Regions from separate parts of the Oryctolagus cuniculus genome. Here region 1 is linked to region 2. Evidence: chromatin contacts called from public Hi-C data. All regions are on one chromosome and are shown on one strand. The core of a region is the stretch at or near the end of the contact, and the rest is flanking DNA. Distances in the headings are between cores, read along the strand shown.

Region 1 (3,564 bases), core at 644-3,143, 220 kb after region 2:
TGCACCCACATAGGAGACCCGGAAGAAGCTCCTGGCTTCAGCCTGGCCCAGCTCCAGCCGTTATGGCCATTTGGGGAGTAAACCAGTGGATGGAAGATCTCTCTCTCTCTGTAACTCTGCCTTTCAAAAAAAGCAGATAAATCTTTAAAAAAAATAAAAGTCTACATCCTAGAAGACAGAAGAAGGCTGAGAGACTCTTCAAGTTTCCAGGAAGCTAGAGAGACATGGGGGTGAGTGCAGTGCCCGACCCTGCCCGGGTCCTGGACTAGAAAAGCGGTTGCTGGGAAGAACATTAGAGACATCCGGCAAAATCGGAACGCGTACTGTTGAATAGATAATAACGCTGGATCGAGTTGAAATATTTGGAATTGGAACAGTGATTAAATTGCCGCTTGGAATGCCCACACCCCACATCTAAATGCTTGGTTTGAGGCTCCTCAGCTCCTGGTCCAGCTTCCTGATAGTGCGCCTGGGAAGCAGTGGACGATGGCCTGAGGACCTGGGTCCTGTCCACCCGGTGGGAGGCCTGAATGGAATTCCAGTCTCCTGGTTTCAGCCTGGCCGTTGTGGGCATCTGGGGAGTGAACTAGCAAATGGAAGATCTCAGTGTCTCTCTCTCTCTCTCTCTCTCTCTCTCTCTCCTCTTTTCAAATAAAATGAAAATAAATACATTCTTAGAAATTTTTCAAAACCTCTGAATTTGATCACTTAAGGATCCATATGTAAGAAAATGCCCTCGACACCCCCTAGCAGGAGGGACATGAGGAAATAATCCAGGGCAAAAAATACTTCTGTCTGTGAGTTAGTCACAGAATTGTGCAGGTGACAGCTACGGCAACATCGCTAACAATTCATGCACTTGATTGAAGCATATATATATATGTATATATTTATATATGCTTCCCATTTTATATATATAGTTCCCGTTATATATTAGATACATATAATATATATTATGTACATTATATATATTATATTTATATTTATATATATAATGGGAGTTCGTTGTCTTCTAAGTTTTCAGTAACTTTGAGAATCTTTGGGAATAAAAAGCCAAACTGCATTTTCCATATTCATGAAAAGAAAATGATGGAGAGAGGCAAAAACCATCAGGCCTCCAAGGAGAATTTCGTTCACACACCCACAGCACTTGTACTGGGTGCTCCCGACAAGCCAGAGGGCCCTGGGGTTCTAAAATGAGGGCTGAGATTTACCCCACGAGGGCCCTCGGATTCTGGCCAGAGCCCAACACCTAGCAGATGCTCAGTGTGGGGTCGTTTTATTTTTTGAGAAGGAGAGACACAGAGTATGCACTCCCATTTGCTGGCTCACTCCCCCCAAAGGCCTGCAATGACCAGGGCTGGGCAGGGCAGAAGCCAGGAACTCAACCCAGATCTCTTACGTGGGTGGCAGGCGCTCAGCCACCTGAGGCATCACCGCTGCCTCCCAGGGTCTGCATTAGCTGGAAACTGGAATCAGGAACCGGAGCCAGGCTTCAGATCCAGGCCCTCCAGTGTGGGCCGTGGGTGTTCTAACTGCTAGGCGAGCACCCCTGGGCAACGTGGGGTTGCAGGCAGGAGAGGCAAGAAGGCAGGAGAGCGTTATGTCCCTATGCCCATGGATGGGCCAGCTGCAGGGACAGCACTTGAGACTTGATACCTGTTTGCTGCTGACCCAGGGAGATAGGAAAAGAAATTGATGCTGACCACAGCAAGCAGGAATTATGTTTGGGCTAGCATAGAACTTTCTGGCTCTCAGCATAATTAAACCCGAGGAAAACAACAAGGAACTCTGGACCACGGCCACCCCAGCCTCATTTCAAAAATAGAGCCCATCTGTCCCAGCAGGCTTAAAGCGGCGCTGGCCCTGAGGCAGGGGCCTGACCCGCATGACCCTGGAGGCCCCTCCCAGCTCTAGGATTCCATGATTCTATGACATGGCCAGCAGTCTGGAGTGGCGGCATGAGGGTATCCCCAGTGGAGAGCAAGAGGAGGTCTAAGTCATCTACCTCCCAAAAGACAGAGTGAGAGGGGAGAGGGCCCAGCAGCCAGGCAGGGAGGGTAGGTCCCATGGGCTCAGCCCTCAGTCGCCTCCTGCTTGTCCAAGGGCGGAGATGGGGTGGGGTTGGACCAGGGAGGGAAGAGGCCCTGGGTATGGACATTCCACCCATTTCAGACCCAAAGGACAAGGGCAGCTGAGGGGCTGTGGGCTGCGAGAGGGGCAGGCAGCTGTTTTCTGGGCGGGATGAGCGCAAATCCTCCTCTTTCGCCAGGCAGCCATGGAGAATCAGCAGCGAGCTGGCAGTAGCCAGAGAGAGAAGTCCGAACGTTCCTTTGGGCAGGGGTGGGGGAAACGTGGGAGGGTCAGGACTGGGGGACCAAAGGGGACAACAGGGACTCCCCTGCCCTGGTTGTGTCCGAGCAGGCCCGGGGATAAGAGGAGTTAAACAGACCAGGCACTTCTTCGGCCTGGGCGTGTCTTGGGCTCCAGAAATGCCCACTTTGGGACGAGGAGAAGTGGGAACCCCACAGCCCCTCCTCTTGTGAGATGACTCAAAGGGGATCGAGGCCAAAGAACTTGAAACCTTCTGGTCCTGCCGGCCCAGCCCGGAGTTGCCCTGTCACATCGGCTGCTCCTGCTCTCCCTTGGGCCTCCCCCGAAGCCCAGGTCAGCAGGGTTACCGATTAGCTAGCACCCCTCTCCATCGACCTTCTCCCCACGGGCGCCCCCATGCAGTCAGGCAAAGCAGGTATGCTGGGAACTCATGGCCAGAAGACTGGGAGGGGGGCCAAGGTCACCCGTGACAACACAGCATTGTCTGTCGGGGGCCACCGGACATACCCCAGACAGGACCCTGGCACCCGCACCCCCGCACTGACAAGTTGAGTCATCATAGGCAAGTCACGTCATCTCTCTGAGCCTCAGTTTCCCCATCTGTCAACCAGGACTGGGACAGTCAGAACTACCCCTTGCCGTGTGGCGGGCAGCGAATGAGTCCCTGTGAGAGCTGCAGGGAGGGGCTGAGCACACGGGGGCACGGGGGCAGCGGTGACGCGCAGACGCGCTGTTCTAGCGTGAGGGTGCGTTGCTCAGCTGGTTAGCTGCTTGAGATTACCGAAAGCCCATCTCTGCTTGGAATTTCGCCGTTAGAGATTCAGTCCTTAGTCCCTGTGGTCTGCTGGAGCCCCAGCTTCAAAGGTGAATAAGAATTTCAGAATGTGGGCTAGAGTGAAAAGAAAAGACACAGCCCTGTTTTTCTCCATCGCCTGAGGGTCTTTACTTCCTCCTGGTTTCCTTCCTGTTCTTGGAAGAAGCGAGGGTGGGGAGAGGGAGCGAGGCCGGACTTCCAGGGGACACCTGGGGAGGAAGCCTCTGGGGCAGGTGGCAGGGAGCCCCTGTGAGCTGATCTGACTCTCTCCTCCCAGCCCAGGCAACTCACCCTGATCTGTCCAGTCGGGACAAAGTCGTGAAGCTTGATCCGTCCAGCTGGGACAATGTCTGGACGCCAGGTGAGCCACTCCAATGCTCACAGCCGCTTGAGGCAGCCCTACAACGCATCCTTTC
Region 2 (3,724 bases), core at 111-2,610:
CACGGTGATAGCACAGCCCTGCCCTCCCTGGCTGCACTCCCTCTGGGCCTGGGCGTGTTTATTTGCTCAGCTTTGCACCCAGAGACCTTCCCCAGGCCCTGCACTGAGCAAGGAGGGGGCGGGGCCCAGGATGGGGCTCCCGAGGAGAGGGGCGGGTCAGACATCGCCTGAGCCCACTGTGGCGCATCTGGGTCAGACAGGGTCCCACGGGGACTGTGGGAAGCTCCTGCCCAGAAAACCCAGGGCTGACGGGGGTCACCCATGATCACAGGGGACTCAACCCCCCAACTCCAAACAAAACTGAATAAGATGTCTCCCACCCTTACCCTTGTGTAGTCCCAGTGGGTCCTGGCCCACTGCTTGGGCTCAGGCAGAAGGACCTTCGGAAGCCACCGTGCCATCTCAGTCCCTCTCGTTGGCCTCCTCTTCAAGGCCTTGTGGGCAGACACTCAGCTGTGCCACTGTGCAACCCTATGGGGGCGCTGCTGGTGGAAGCCCCCTCTTCCTTGCTCATAGTCTGTGGCCCTGCCAACACACACACACTCAGCCAAGAGTTACTGAACACCTCCGAGATCCCGGGCACACTCCTGGTCCCTGCGAGATTGCACGGAGAAGACAGGCGAGGCCCTCTCCCCTGGGAGCTCACAGCCCGCGGGCGCAGCAGCAGTGTCACAGGGCATCCTCCACCTGTCTGACCCCTCTGCCTGGTGCTCTCCCTGCTCACTGGTTTGGTTCTGTCAATGCAGGACCTGATGGAGGGACCAAGTGGGACGTGAGAAACGTGCAAGCTCACAAACCTGACACAAGGCAGCTCTGCATGGCTGGCACCTGTGGCTGGCACCTGGTGGGCTCAATGCACACCGCCTCTCTCTCTCTCTCTCTCTCTCTCTCTCTCTCTCTCTCTCTCACTGTCTCTCTGTCACACACACACACACTCTCACACACCAGCACTGTGCACTACATGGCTTGGCCACATCTGGCTCTCCATCTGTCCTTCCCAAGGAACCTGTCCTTGGAGAGGGCTGTATGGGTAGAGCTTTGGCCACAAACAGATGACCACGTTCACACAGCCACATGCGCCAAAGCTTTTCTTTGCGAGCTGGAAGGAGGAGCAGCCACTGGTTGGTTAGTTCAGCTGCTCAGAGCTTTTGCCACCAACCCGGCCTCTTGCCACCCCTGGGTTCTGTTGGCCTTGGTGTGCTGGCCTCTGCTCCCGGGCGGTTGCCTTCACTGACCTGGGACTGGACTGTGTTTAACTGCTTGGTGACCAGGAAGAAGGACAGCAGGGAGTTAGACCAGGAGGGAAAGGCAGCAAGGCAGGGTGGGTCACGGACAGAGGGCCCCACCCACCCGTCTCAGAGATGCCCCGTCCCAGTGTGAGAGGCTGCTGCTCACCTTCCCACACTTTCCCCCGAGCACCTGCTGTGTCCAGATGAGGCTCGTGCCTTGCTCCTCTCCCCACGCCCAGAACACAGGGCATGAGCTCACACCCAGAACTCACACCCTGGCACCTGCCTGTACACACTCCACACATCCCTCCCCCACATGAGCCACATCCACATTACCCCACTGTCCATCCTCCCCCCTCCCACCATAAAGCAAATTTCTCTCTCCCTGCTGCCTACCGCAGCCTTGTGACTGGGGCCTGGAAGAGGCCAGGACGTTAAACGTGTCTGACGAGAACCCCAAACTGGAAGATCCTAAATGGAATTGACAACCTAATTTGCAGGCAGGAGGTGAGGGCAGTCCCCGCGGCCCCTCCCACAGTCCCGGGACTCTCAGCCCTGATGTGGTCTCCACGGTGGTCACTCCAGGCTCTCTCTGGGTGGGAGGACAAGTGTCAGAGGCTCTACCCCCTCCATAGGGGGGGAGCTCAGTGGGGCGGATGCACTCACCGCCAATTGCAGGCAATGCATCTCTGAGACTCCAGTGTCCTGGCAGGGAGGTGGATCTTGGTTCTTGTTAGATGAATGAATGATATATGAATGGATGATGGACTGATGAGTTGATCAGTAAGTGAATGGATGGATGCATGCATGCATGGATGAGGAACTGGGGGAACACAAAGAGTGGAGACCCTGATATAAAGACAGTAGGGCAGGCATTGGGACATCAGTTACGATGCCACCCAGGACACCAGCTTAGTAGCGGAGTTCCTAGTTCACGTCCTGCCTCCTCTGCTCCAGACCCCCTTCCTGTGGCCATGCGTCTGGGAGATGCAGACGGCCCCGTCTTTGGGTCCCTGTCACCACATGGGATGAAATTCTGGGCTCCTGGCTGCAGCCTGGCCCTGCCCTGGCTGTCGTGGGTATTTGGTGAGTGAGCCAGCAGAGTGAAGCTCTCTCTGCCTTCAGGTAAATGAAAATAAATTTTACAACTTTTGAAAGATGAAGGAGCCAGTGCCGTTGCTCACTAGGCTAATCCTCCGCCTTGCGGCGCCGGCACACCTTGTTCTAGTCCTGGTCAGGGCGCCGGATTCTGTCCCGCTTGCCTTTCTTCCAGGCCAGCTCTCTGCTGTGGCCAGGGAGTGCAGTGGAGGATGGCCCAAGTGCTTGTGCCCTGCACCTTCATGGGAGACCAGGAGAAACACCTGGCATCTGGCTTTGGATCAGTGTGGTGCACTGGCCGCAGCGCGCCGGCCACGGTGGCCATTGGAGGGTGAACCAAAGGCAAAGGAAGACCTTTCTTTCTGTCTCTCTCTCTCACTGTCCACTCTGCCGGTCAAAAAAAGAAAAAAAAAAGATGAAGGAAAAAAGAGGGGAGGTAGGGAGAAAGGTGGGCAGCAGACTGATGGGGGGGAAGGGAGTAAGAAGAGGAGGCCAGGCAGCCCCGGGGTGGGGCAGGGAAGCGGTGGGCAGGTGAAGCAGGGACAGAGCCGCGTCCGCCAGCCTCGTTGCCCAACTCCACAGGCCTCCTCCTGCCAGGCCTCCCTGCTGCCTGATGACGGCTCCCAACATTCCTGGGCCCCTGGGCCCGGCACCTCCATCAGGAGTCCTCGCTGGGACCAGTCCTTCTTGCCTTCTTGCTCCCACATCTCAGTAGAGGGTACCGGGGCCCCTCTGCTCTGAGTTCAATGCGGGTGATGGGATCAGAGCCGGGTTTGTTTGAATTCTGGCTCCACAGAACATTTGAGGCCCTGGCAGGTGACCTAACCTCTCTCTGCCTCAGTTAACACAAGGGGGACAGCACCAGGCCCTCCCTTGCACAGGTTGTGTGAGAATTCAAGCAGAGTAAGCAGTCAGCACAGGACTTGGCCACGGGGAGCACAGAGCCCAGGGGGACAATGGGATCCAGAAACTCCCACGCTCACCTGGTCTAGCCCATGGTCAAGTTGCTCACCCCAAATAGGAATCAGAACTTGTGGATCACAGGGAACAGTGAGCGCCACTGCTCTGCACGGCCTCTCCCTGGAATGCTCCTCAATGTTTCACTCATGCCCTGACGTGGACGCAACATCAACACTGCTCGAAATAACGACGCAGAAGCCCTAAGTTAACACGTGTATCACAGGAGAGTGAGTGGATCGTGGTGCGCCTGTAGAATGAAACACCAGCGACACGATGGAGCCTGAGGTACATGGATCAGCACGGAGTCGAAAAGCAAGACGAAAGATTATTTCAGTGTGCAGCCATAATAGGGGTGACATTTGAACGAATGCCTGTGGATGCTGTGCCAGGTGTGGTCATGGGGAGGGTTCAGACCAACCTGCACGGCAAAGTGGTCA

What was found. A called contact is a pair of places that touch in the nucleus more often than the background predicts.
Region 1: a Hi-C map of an unstated tissue shows a contact between it and region 2, with 6 times the contacts expected there. The contact joins the promoter of LOC100340079 here to the enhancer-like site in region 2. A contact is called at or near these places in 2 of 6 Hi-C or Micro-C datasets (psoas muscle and an unstated tissue).

The regions. Positions count from the first base shown.
Region 1 is chr7:149,056,629-149,060,192 of mOryCun1.1, forward strand. It overlaps LOC100340079, which reads left to right and starts at 1,894. Exons shown (of 3, transcript XM_008265719.3): 1 at 1,894-2,023; 2 at 2,946-3,198; 3 at 3,426-3,564. The coding sequence starts at 3,495.
Region 2 is chr7:148,838,546-148,842,269 of mOryCun1.1, forward strand. No RefSeq gene overlaps it. Among named protein-coding and RNA genes, the nearest start is that of CDC42, 110 kb to the left of the region's middle. Within about 2 kb of position 1,361, at least 2 of the 8 cell types and tissues checked have an H3K27ac peak or open chromatin away from gene starts, as enhancers often do.